Regions from separate parts of the Bos taurus genome. Here region 2 is linked to region 1. Evidence: chromatin contacts called from public Hi-C data. All regions are on one chromosome and are shown on one strand. Each heading gives the region's core, a stretch centred on a gene start, on an enhancer-like site or on the middle of the called end of the contact. The rest is flanking DNA. Distances are from core to core; before and after follow the strand shown. Region 1 overlaps ZMIZ1 (zinc finger MIZ-type containing 1). Region 2 has its middle 5.0 kb from the start of PPIF.

Evidence for each region. Hi-C and Micro-C count contacts between places; a contact is called where the count stands out from the background.
Region 2: a contact with region 1 is called in a Hi-C map of skeletal muscle, with 3 times the contacts expected there. The contact joins two enhancer-like sites. A contact is called at or near these places in 2 of 11 Hi-C or Micro-C datasets (liver and skeletal muscle).

The regions. Positions count from the first base shown.
Region 1 is chr28:34,850,426-34,856,120 of ARS-UCD2.0, forward strand. All of the region lies in intron 4 of ZMIZ1 (zinc finger MIZ-type containing 1), which reads left to right. Among named protein-coding and RNA genes, the nearest start is that of ZMIZ1, 59 kb to the left of the region's middle. Within about 2 kb of position 2,881, at least 60 of the 102 cell types and tissues checked have an H3K27ac peak or open chromatin away from gene starts, as enhancers often do. A contact at or near this core is called in skeletal muscle, where this site is marked.
Region 2 is chr28:34,958,978-34,964,414 of ARS-UCD2.0, forward strand. No RefSeq gene overlaps it. Among named protein-coding and RNA genes, the nearest start is that of PPIF, 5.0 kb to the right of the region's middle. Within about 2 kb of position 3,759, at least 3 of the 102 cell types and tissues checked have an H3K27ac peak or open chromatin away from gene starts, as enhancers often do. A contact at or near this core is called in skeletal muscle, where this site is marked.

The sequences.
Region 1 (5,695 bases), core at 1,631-4,130:
CTGCGGCCTCATCTGCAAGGAGGGATTATATGCCCATCCCACAGGCTGCCCAGGAGACTAACTGAGCTTCCCTGGTGTGCGGTGGGTGCCGCGGCAGGTCGCTTCCGGCCGCCCTTCTCTGCCATCTCTCCCCTGCGTGGTCCCCAACCTCTCTAAGGCCCCTTCCGCACCAGCGAAGCTGCTTACCACTGCTCTCTGTCTCTGGGGCTCTGTGGGTGGGTGCATGACCTGTCTAGCCCCCACTTTGGGTACAGCTGGGAAGGTCCTCGGGGTGTGCAGTGCACACATTGGCTACAGCTGGGCGTCTCCCAGCCAGGCCTCTGCAGTTCTAGAACACAATCTGTCCCCGGAGCTCCTGCAGCCTCTCTGCCTGCCCGTCTTCCTGGCTCCCGCTCTGCCTCACTCAGTCCCGGTGTCTCCCTCTCCTTTCTCCCTGAGGGTCTCTAATGCCGTGTGTCTGTCCCTGTCTTTCCTTCCATTCCCTACTGCCTCTGACTTTCTCCCTGTGTTGTGATATGTGTGTGTGTGCACGTGTGTGTGTGTGTGGTGGTGGTGGTGAACGTGTCTGTGTGTGCACGTGCATGTGTGGTGGTGAACGTGTGTGTCTGTGTGTGTGTGTGCATGTGTGGTGGTGAACGTGTGTGTCTGTGTGTGTGCGTACATGTGTGGTGGTGAACGTGTGTGTCTGTGTGTGTGCGTGCATGTGTGGTGGTGAACGTGTGTGTCTGTGTGTGCGTCTCCCTCTCTGTGCCTCCGCCACCCCTCTCCAGCTCCCTCTCCCTGTCTGTCTCTCTTGTCAGGAGGCCAGGCTGGGGCCAGAGGGCCGGTGGGATGAGCTCATGCAGCAAGGAGCAGAGCGGTGCTTTGTCAGGAGAGATGGCGGTGCGCTGGGTGTGTGGGCTCTGGAACACGAGCTCAGGCCTGGGGGCAGTGCTGTGCGGTGCGTGCATGTCTGTGTGTGTGTGTGTGAGAGAGAGAGAGACAGAGATGGAGCGTGAGCGCAGAGCAGACACTGCAGCAAACCGCCAAGTCAGGCGTCTCCACGTGGGCCCCTCTGATACCCAGCCCCCAGCTCTTTGTTCTGGTGCAGCCTTTAGCCTGTGTGCTCGCACACGGAAGCACGCGCACACACGCACACGTGGCAGCGTCCTCCTCCTTGGGAAGGTCCTTGGGGGGCAAGGGCCCCCCTGCCTCAATCTAGAAGGTCACCTGCCTTGCGCCTCCCCTTGTTCCCCCTCCTTGGCCACAGCAGGCCCACCCTGCTCCCCAGGTTGCTGCATGCCAGCTCTCAGCAATTTGGCAGGCAGTGCTGAAATGTCAACCTCCCTGGCTCCGAGAGGCCCACATCTGCTGGCTATGAGGGCACCGGGCTCCAGGCAGTCGCCATGTCCAAGGTCCCCAAGAGCCCTCCGTGTGCCTCTGCTATTGTCCTTGAATGACTCAGTCCCCTGAGCTGACCCCTTTGAGCAGCCCAGTGGCGTGTTAAAATAATAGAATAGGGAATGTCAGAACCCACGGGATGGGGAGCCCAAGGCCCAGAGAAAGGGGGACCTGCCCCAGGTCACAGCAAGGCAGGGTGGAGCCCAGACAAAAGCCTCAGGTGCCCACTGCCTGTCCTCACACCCCTCCTGCCTCCCTGGGCTCCTGCCTGAGAGGTGAGAGGTGAGAGGTGAGAGGCATGAGGTTGCTGGCAGAGTGGAAGATGTGAAGAGAGCAGCAGGTCTGGGGGTGCCAGGGTATCCCGGGGGCATCCTGGGAGAGGCGACCAACAGGCATTTGGAGCAGGGACCAGAGAACTCGGGAGAGGTCAGGGCTGGAGAAGGCAGCCCCCGAAACCTCCCAGGAAGAGGAGGCCAGACTTTTTAGGGACAAGCGGAGGGAGTTGTCAGTCACCCGCCTGTGGGCTGGATGTGACCTGCAGACAGCTGAGATCTAACTGGAGGTTTTTAAAAATGCATGTTAGTTTCCAGCATTCACTCTTTGCGAGGCTGTACTGTCCAGTCAAATGCCTGGCTTCCTTTGAATGGCAACCTTGGCTCCCAACCTGCCATGGACTGGGTGGAGGCTGACCCCTGGAAAAGGTGCTGAGCTTCCTCCATGTCTCACACCCCAAGCATTTCCTGAATTTGGAAGCCTGCTGGGCCCTGTGGACATGTGTGTTTCTTACCTCTGTCCTACACACACCCTCACATCCCAGCACTGCAGCCTGAGCCCTGGGCCCAGGGGTGGTAACCCAAGCAAAGTGGATCACTTGCTCTGTGTCGACAACCATCTGCCTGGTCTGGTTTCTCCAGTGCGCTGACAGCCCCTAGAGGGGCGGCCAGCAGACCCCGGGAGGGGGCTGAGGGCGGCCCTGGGCCCCTGGCCAGCCTGGGAGGGGAAGAATTAGGAATGCGATGGGGCCCCAGCCCTGCCCTTGTCGATCTATAGCCTGTGATCCACTCAGGAGAGGCTCAGGAGAATCTTGGACCTCCCTGGAAACCCTCAGTCCCAGGGGGATTTCTGCAGCTCAGAGACAGACCCCAGCCCTGGGGGCGGCCAATGGTAAGTGTCCCACCCCCGCTGGACAGCTGGGATGGGACACAGGCTTCAGAGGCCAGCCAGGTCATTTCACCACTTCCACCCAGGACTCTCTGAGCAGAAAGCTGGTCGTAAACCATTTTCCTCTGTCGTTAAAGACATTCCTTCTTGCTCCCATCCGACTGAATTGGGTGGAGGTGGGAGGGTGGAATTCTCAGATCCCCGCAGTGGTGGTCACAGTCCTGGCCTCTCTTGGCATCCCAGCTCCTATCCTACCTTCACGCCTCCCCCTTGGCCTCTCTGCACCCCCTCTGCCTCTGCCCACCCCAGAGCATGCAGCCGCCTTCCCGTCACCAGCACCAGAGAGGACAAATGGTCCTATTCAGGGACACCCTGCCAGATCTGTCTAAGACAAAGCTGTGCGCAGCTCTGCGTGAAAAACGGCTCGCAGCCGCCCAGCGAGCGGGAGGGATTGGTGGGTGCAAATTGCAGGGGATTTGTGAACGCTTGCTGGCTGCCCCCAGAGACAGCGGGCAGGCGGGCCCTTGCCCTTGAAATGCCAGGCCGCCGGGCTGGGCACCTCATCAAGGCCAGGGACAGACTTCCTCCGGGACACCAGCCCCCACCCCCACATCTGAGCTCAGCAGAGCTGGGCTGTCGGGGAGGGACTTGGCTTCCTTCCTCCTGCTCAGCCGCCTCTGCACTCCAGGTCAGGTCCTGCTCAGGAAAGGGCTCTGGATTTCATCACCCGGCCCCTGGGAACCGACTTGCAGTCAGCTCTGTTTAAAGGACAGAACCTGTTTATCAGTCATCTTCCATCGGGTCACTGCTGTGGGAGAGGCCACGGGGGCCTCTTATCAGCACACCCATTTTGTAGAGGAGGAAACTGAGGCTCTAACAGGGAAGAGACAGAGCAGTTATCTGAATTCCAGGGCTGGAAGCAGGACCTCCAGATGGAGCAGTGTCCCCATTCTGAGTAACCCTCCAGGGGAGGGTAACACCTCCAGGGGAGGTGTGCCCCTTCTGAGTAACCCTGAATGAGCAGGTGGGATAGGTCGTCCTGGACTGGTGGCCCTGGGCTCCCTCCCGTTCCCTGGCTCCCTGAGGGCTGAGGCCTGGGATCCAGTGGCCTCACTCTGCTCTTGGGGAAAAAGAACGGCGGCGGGGGTGTGGGGGGGGGCCGCGGGAGGAGCCCATGTGACCGAGGGTTTGTGGACGCAGCGTTCCCAGGCTGAGGAATTGGGGGAGGGGTGTGTGATGGTCCCTGGGGTGACCGGAGTGAACGAGGAGGGGGGCAGTGCCCCAGAAGAATGAGAGGGCAGATTTGGAAATAGCTTCAAGGCGCGGAGAAACGGGAACTATTTCAGTGGCCACTCTGCAGCCTTGAAAAGTGAGGTCCCTTAAGAATGATTGTACGTACGGAAATGCTTATGACATAATATTAATTTTTTTAGAGGGTAACAAAATGTCATGCTCAGTAAGACCTCAGCTAGGTGCAGAAACAAAATATACATTTGGTTAGGCACAGGAAACAGGAAACAGAAGGGAATATACCAAAATGTCAACTTAGAAATCAGGAATCTATCTGGATGCGGGGAGATCGTCAACTTTGTTTCCCATATTTTCTGCAGGGAGCATGGATTCTGTTGTTAGCAGAAGCCTCCAGGGTGGTTGTGGGTTTCTCTGGAGTTTGGCTGGAGTTTGCAGGGGTTGGGGGAGGGGAGAGCACCCTGGTCTCTAGGCTGGCTCAGCAGTTTCCCCAGCATGGCCTTCTCTGGTTCCCTGAGGGCCCCAGGGGCAGGCCCCTACTTGTAGGGGAGGCTACTCTTCCTGCCTCCCTCTCTTCTCAGGATTAGCTCATCGCTGGCTCCCCACAGAGCCGGGGTGTGCTAGGATACAGCTGCTGGAGATCTGCTTTCCAGGCCTGTCCGGAGGAGAGAGGGTCGGGGGATGAGGGCATCAGCTCACAGCAGGGCTGCCTAGGGGCTAGGACCCCAACAGATCATACAGAACCCTCTCAAGAGGGGACTACTTGTCTTACCTGGATCCTCACCGCTCCAGTCCAGAACCCCAGCCGGGACTCCACACTCAGGATTGGACCACATGATGGGGACGGGGGTCTGTGACGCGATGGGGGAAGGAAAGGCTGCTGGAGGCGCCTCAGTCACATGATGTGTGTCCGAGTCTGGGTTCCCCCAGGTGCAGACCCCACCATGACGTTTCCAGTGCAAGCGATTTATTTGGAAGAGCCCAGAAAACACCAGTAGAGAAGCAGAGAAATGAGATGGGGAAGGGAATGATGTGATTGAAAGAGTGTGATGTGAAGTGCCATACCTGGTGCGGGGAGCTCCTGGAGATGGAGTAGAATGCACCCCTCAGTCAGCCTAAGAGGCCAGAACGAGGAGGTTTTTATCCAGCATCTGGCATCTGTTATTGGCTGGGGTCTCCTTGGGGTCGGGGCGGGTGGATGTACCCTCCAATACACGCCTTGGCGGAGATGCCCGGCAGAGCCACAGTGCCCATGGTCCCCCGGGGGTGCGCAGTGAGGCACCCACAACCCCAGCAACAAGTCACGGCCCCCTTTCCATCACCTGCGTCTCATCCTCATCTCACCCTGCCGTATTCCAGTCCCACTCATACTCTGATTGTATGCTTCATGTGGTTGCTTACTTATTTTGACTTCAAGAGGGAAATTTGAAAAGAAAACTTTCTTCTCTCTGTTACCACCTTATCTGGCAAACCAGCCTCCCTGACCATATTTAGATGTTAACTGTCCAGGTAAAGACAGTAGAGAGTAGACCCTGCGTCCAGGTATAGCTCCAGGCGCCTGCCCCATGGTAGAGTCTGGGCCAGCTCTCTGCCAGTTAAAAATGGAGCCTGGGATTCAGGAAACTGATACTGTCCTCCCTGAACTAGCAACATCCCCAAAATGGGAAGAGAGCTGATGTAGCAGTGGTTTTCTCGTCTGGTCCCGTGACCACCTTAAGCCATCTCGGGGGCTGCCTCCCCAGTCCACACTTCAGGGTGCTCCAGACAAAGAAGACAGCCCCTGAACAAGGCCGTGGGGGTCTGGGGGCCACCTTCCATCTCCACCTCCCCTGGGCAGGCCATGCTCCCCCACCTTCAGCATCCATTTCTTCCACAGTCTCATGCATCCAGACCATTTCTCTACCTT
Region 2 (5,437 bases), core at 2,509-5,008, 110 kb after region 1:
GCCCAGAATCCATGCGGGCCTGGCTGCCATCCTGACTGCATAGCACCTGCCCTCCCAACAACACTGGCCCTTTGTCAAAGGAGATGGCTTGTGGGGACAGCCCTGGGGAGAGGAACAGCTGAGCAGACCAGGCTGGTGCCACGTGGGACAGGGGGACTTCAGCAAACAAGGCGTCCTAGAGAGTGGCCTGTGGGGCTGGAGAAGGATCAGACAGTAAGTCCAACCACAGTGCCTGATGAGACTGAAACAAGAATCGAGGACAGGAGGCTGAGCAACCCCCGAGCCTTGGCCATAGGACCCTCCCCAGACACACACCTGCCGCCACGCAGACTCCTCTCTCTCCCTCCCCCACCTCTTTGCTGAGCCCAGCCCTCACGGTGACTCTGCCAGGTCTGGCTCAGGGGTGACTGGACTGGCCTCTCTGATCCCTCAATAGGCAAAGAGAGCCCAAGGGTGGCCCTTCTGTTCATTGTTTGCTCAGAGCTTAGGGGTGACAGATACCCCCTGAAGTCAGCCCCTTGTGGGCTCTATGGCTGGGATGATTGAGAGGCAGATCCGGGCTGAAAAGAAAGTCATTTCCACCCTTTCTTTGTGCCAGGCATGGTGTCAAGGGCTTGACTTGCAGCATCTCAACAGACCTCACAACAACTTTCAGAGGGTCAGACTCAACTTGTAATAGGGTTACATCCCCATAAACACATCTTAAGTTGAAAATCCTGAGTCAAAAATGCATTTAATACACATAATCTACCAAGCATCATAGCTTAACCTAGCCTACTTTAAACATAAGTGGATCACTTACATTGGACTACAGTTGAGGAAAATCATCTAACACTAAGCCTATTTTATAATGAACTGTTGAATTGCTCATGTACTTTCTTTCTTTCTTTCTTTCTTTTTTTGGCCATGCCACATGACATGTGGGATCTTAGTTCCCCAGCCAGGGATTGAACCTAGGCCAGGGACAGCCCTGTGATACTGACATGCAGTCTTAGGAACACAGCCTGAGAGTCAGTCAATTTTCCAAGCTCATCTAATATCTGAAATCTTTGTTATATAAGTTGAGGCCTCTTCCAGTCTAACTACTATCTGCTAACCTTTTGTACTAAAATTCAGGGACAATGGAGATTAATTCTGAGATTAGGCCAAGTCAAGTCAAATACAGGCTTAGCCACTTAATGCGAGGAAGACCCTGTAACGTCAGACAGCTTATATAACCTCTGTTAATTTTGGAGACCTCCAAAGAGGAGCTCTTTATAACTGCTTTATAAAGATCAGTTAACACTAGTACCTGTTCCTAAGGGCCGTGGAGGATTAAGAAGTAATATAGGGCATTCCTTGGCAGTCCAGTGGTTAGGACTTCATGCTCTCCCTGTCAAAGGCCCAGGTTCAATCCCTGGTCAAGGAACTAAGATCCCACAAGCCACATGGCTCAGCCAAAATAGGAAGAAAGAATGTAAATTCTTACCTTGTGCAATTATATTGAGTGTGCAGTAAATGATAAGTATTCTTACTGTTATCAAGCATCTAAGACTATAGTGCTTATTTTAATTGGAAGAAAAAACAAAACTTAGCATCATTGGTAGGCAATCTTGATTATGTAGAGGGTAGGCAATGTTAATTCAAAGGGAATTTATTCAACTGGAAGAGGAAGAGATATAAATGTTAGTAAGTAGAGACTGAGGGTAAAGCCAATAGATTCAAGAAAATCACACAGGTCAACGGGAGAAACAAACAAACCAAAAGCAGGGATGGGGATGCAGAATTGCAGGCTCTTTGCCTCCTGGCAGCCACAGAGTAGAGCTCAGAGCTCAGATGAGGTTGGCCCAAGCAGCCCCTTAGTCTTGGCAGAGGCTCGAGTCCCACTTTTAGGGAATGTGGCAATGAGGCCCTGTCCTTAGGATATTGTTATCCTTAGGATAACAATACCAACCAGGGCTGGCCAACACAGGTGGGTGTGGGTGTGCACGATGGCTGACCTGAGCTGGCTTGGGAAGCTCTTGAGTCCTGCTGAGGGCTCCTTTTCCTGTTGACTCTGTGTGAATAACAGTATATGTGTGTTTATACATCGCTCACCTGTGCAAATGGACACCATCTCCAGCAGGGCTGAAAACCAATGGTAGATTCTCTAGGGCAAGAAGACCCAGCCAGAGCAGGGGCAATGCAAGCTTTGGAGCCAGCCAGGCCTGGGCAAGTCCTGCTCAGCCACCTGGTATCTGTGCGGCTTGGGTAAGTCACTGGCTTGGAGCTGTCCTCACCGTGTGCAGACAGGAGCCTCTCCCTTGTGGAGTTATCACAAGGATAGATGGGATGGCAGATCAAAACCACCAAGTAGTGTCAGGCTAGCCGGAAGAAAGGCTGTAAGAAAGGGATGCTATCTGGTATGATCCACCTAAGAGGTGCCACTTGGAACCCACCAGTTCCTGAAGGAAGACACATAGCCAAGGAGAATGGGGAAGAATGCCAGTCTCCACTTGACACTTGAGGGACCTTGGAGAAATTGCTTACCCTCTCTGGACACCCATTCCTTCATCTGTAAACAGAGTTAATCCCCCAGTTAGCAGGTTCCTCCTGAGGATGGGGTGTTATTAAGTTATTAAGAAGTACTGTCCTTTCTCTGAGGCCACTGGAATGCCATGGCTAATCCCTAGCTCAGGCCCTCTTGCCAATGGCTTCCTCACACCTTCCCCTCTCTCTCAGGCTCCACGTATTCTCTCCTTCAGAGGAATGAGACAACAATAGCAGCCCAGCCCACATGGTCACCAAGACCCATCAGGCCATCTCTCAGGGCCAGTTGTCGCCAACTCGGCCCTGAGGTCTCTGCCAAGAGTGGGTGAAGACACAAGCCTGCTGAGATGGCAGGTCAGAGTGGAGCTGTGTGTGGAGCAATGGGATAGGAGCTGGGTTTTAAAGGGCCCTGGCTACAGGTTTCATCTATCTATTAGTTATCTGTGCTGCATAACACGTGACCCAACACTGAGGAGCTTAAAGGAACAAGCATCTTATTGTCTCAGGGTTCCTGTGGGTCAGATGTCTGGGCATGGTTTAGCTGGGTCTCCTGGCTCAAGGTCTCTCAGGAGGTGGTGGTCAAGGCGCCAGCTGGGCGGCAGTCACCCCAAGGCTCTACGGGACCTGCAGGATCCACTTCCAAGCTGGCTCACATGGCTGCTGGCTGCCTGCAGAAGATGCATGTCTAAGTCTCTCCTGTAGTGGCTGGCCAGTTTGGGTTCCTCACCACCGGGGCCTCCACGGGCTGCCTGAGTGTGTTAAAGGGCAGCGGCTGAGGAGAGACAGAGAGAGCGAGCCCAAGGCGGGAAGCACAGTCTCCTTGTTGCCTAATCTTGGAAGAGGCACCCCACCACTTTTGCCCTATTCTGTTCACTAGGAGGAAGTTGTTATGTCCAGCCCACATCCAAGATGGGGGCAACGCCAGGCTGTGACTACTGGGGCATCCCTGGGGATCATCTTAGAGCCCGCCTGACTCACCGGGGGTGGGATCAGGGAAAGATGCCATCATAACTTTGTATTGGTTTATTTACCTGGCCGCCCTGGTCTTACCTGCAGCATGTGAGATCTAGTTCCCTAACCAGGGATTGAACCCAGGCCCCCTGCATTGGAAGCATGGAGTCTTAGCCACATAACCATTTTATAGAGTGGAAAGAGCCCAAACTCAGTGACCCTGGCTCAAGGGCTGGCTCCTCAGTATAGCCTTAGGCTGTCTGCCACTTTGCTATTTACAGCTCCAGTTCCCTCCTCTACTAGGTGAGATAACATTCCAGCCCAGCTGACCTCACAAGTTGTGTTGTGGATCAAAAGACACACGGTCTGATGAATATACTTAAGCAAGCCTCCAAATATTACACATCAGTTGGTGTGATGATGGTGTTCTTACATTATTAAAGGGAGTCTTGGGTCAGCAGTAGTAAAAATCTACCCATAAAAAAAATCCATCTATCAGGGACTTCGCTGGTGGTCCCGTGGCTAAGACTCCACCCTCCCAATGTAGGGGCCCAGGTTTGATCCCTGGTTGAAGAACTAGATCCCACATACTCTGACTAAGGCCCAGCAAATCCAAATAAAAATAATAAATATATATGTTTTTAAATCCACCCATAAAAAAATCCACTCACAGGAGTGCACCTTAGGGTACACATCCATAGGGCACCACATCATTCACTCAAAGCCAGCCTTCCCACCTTGACCGAGTCCTCAGCTGGCCTAGGTCAGGCGGTGTGCATTCATTCATTCATTCATTCACAGAGGCCCTCATGCTCAATGCCCCTCACCAGCTCCCTAATATGAACAGTTCTGTGACGCAGACATTAGTAACCCCACAGACCACCTAGAAGAAACAGGAGCTATTCTGTATCTTGAGGGTAAAGCTCAGATCCTGCATTTAGTAGGAGCCCTGAAAACATGTCTGCTGAGTGAATCTTGCAGAAAGAGCCCCGGTAAGTGTGAAGAGAGGGGTTTGACCACAGTCCCAGTACTTCGAGGCTGTGTGACCAGAGGCAAGTTCCTTTCCCTCTCTGAACTTCAGGTCTCTCATCTACACAGTAGAGATTAGAGCTTGCAAACTACAGGGCCAGAGGCCCCAGCCAGGGTGTGAATATGCTGTTTAGGGCTTATTTAGGGTTTAATTTTATTTTAAAATGAGTTGCCAATATATGAGTTGGGAGATTTCCATAAAACCCGAAGTTTTCAGTTTTTATTGAAAAATGAGATTTGACTACACTGGACCCATTGTATACATACAATAATTGACCGGCTGGGGTAGGAGCTGCCCTTTAACGGTGCTGTTTGGACACAGGACACAGTGCTGCCTCCACTTTCTCCCTATAGCCTTGCCCAGCATGCCTCACCCTGAGGTGTCACTGCCCGGCCCCCACAGGTATCTGAGCTTGCAACCCCAGATGTCAGCATAATCTGACAGCTCTTTGGCTCTGTGAGGCCTACAGATGGCTTTACAGGATCCCTGAGTGATGAAAACCATTAACACCCTGGATGAGAAGCCACTTGGGCTGAGCAGAGAGCAACTGCTGTTTCTAAGGATGACACAGAGTTTATAAATAACCTCAGAGCCAGGTGAGGGTGACACCTACCCCGTCTCACCTGGGTGCGGATTGGGCATGTTTCAGTCCACGGCTCAGGCCAGGGACAGTCCCTGCTCCTGATGCCGACTGAGGTCAGCACAGGGAGAAATGATTTCACAGCTGAGCCTGTGGAGCAGGTGCAATTTTCTCTGGCTCAGGCAAGAGGCAGTGATGATGTTTGATTTTCCAAAGAGGATAGAAGGTATAACACAGTGGAATGAAGTATTGCACCATCCGTGGTTTCCCAGTGCTATTCAACAACGTGAGACCTCAGCCTGGCCTTCAGGATTCTCCGTGGCCGCCACGCCTCATCCCCTGCCAGGCTTTCAGCTCATGGTTAATAC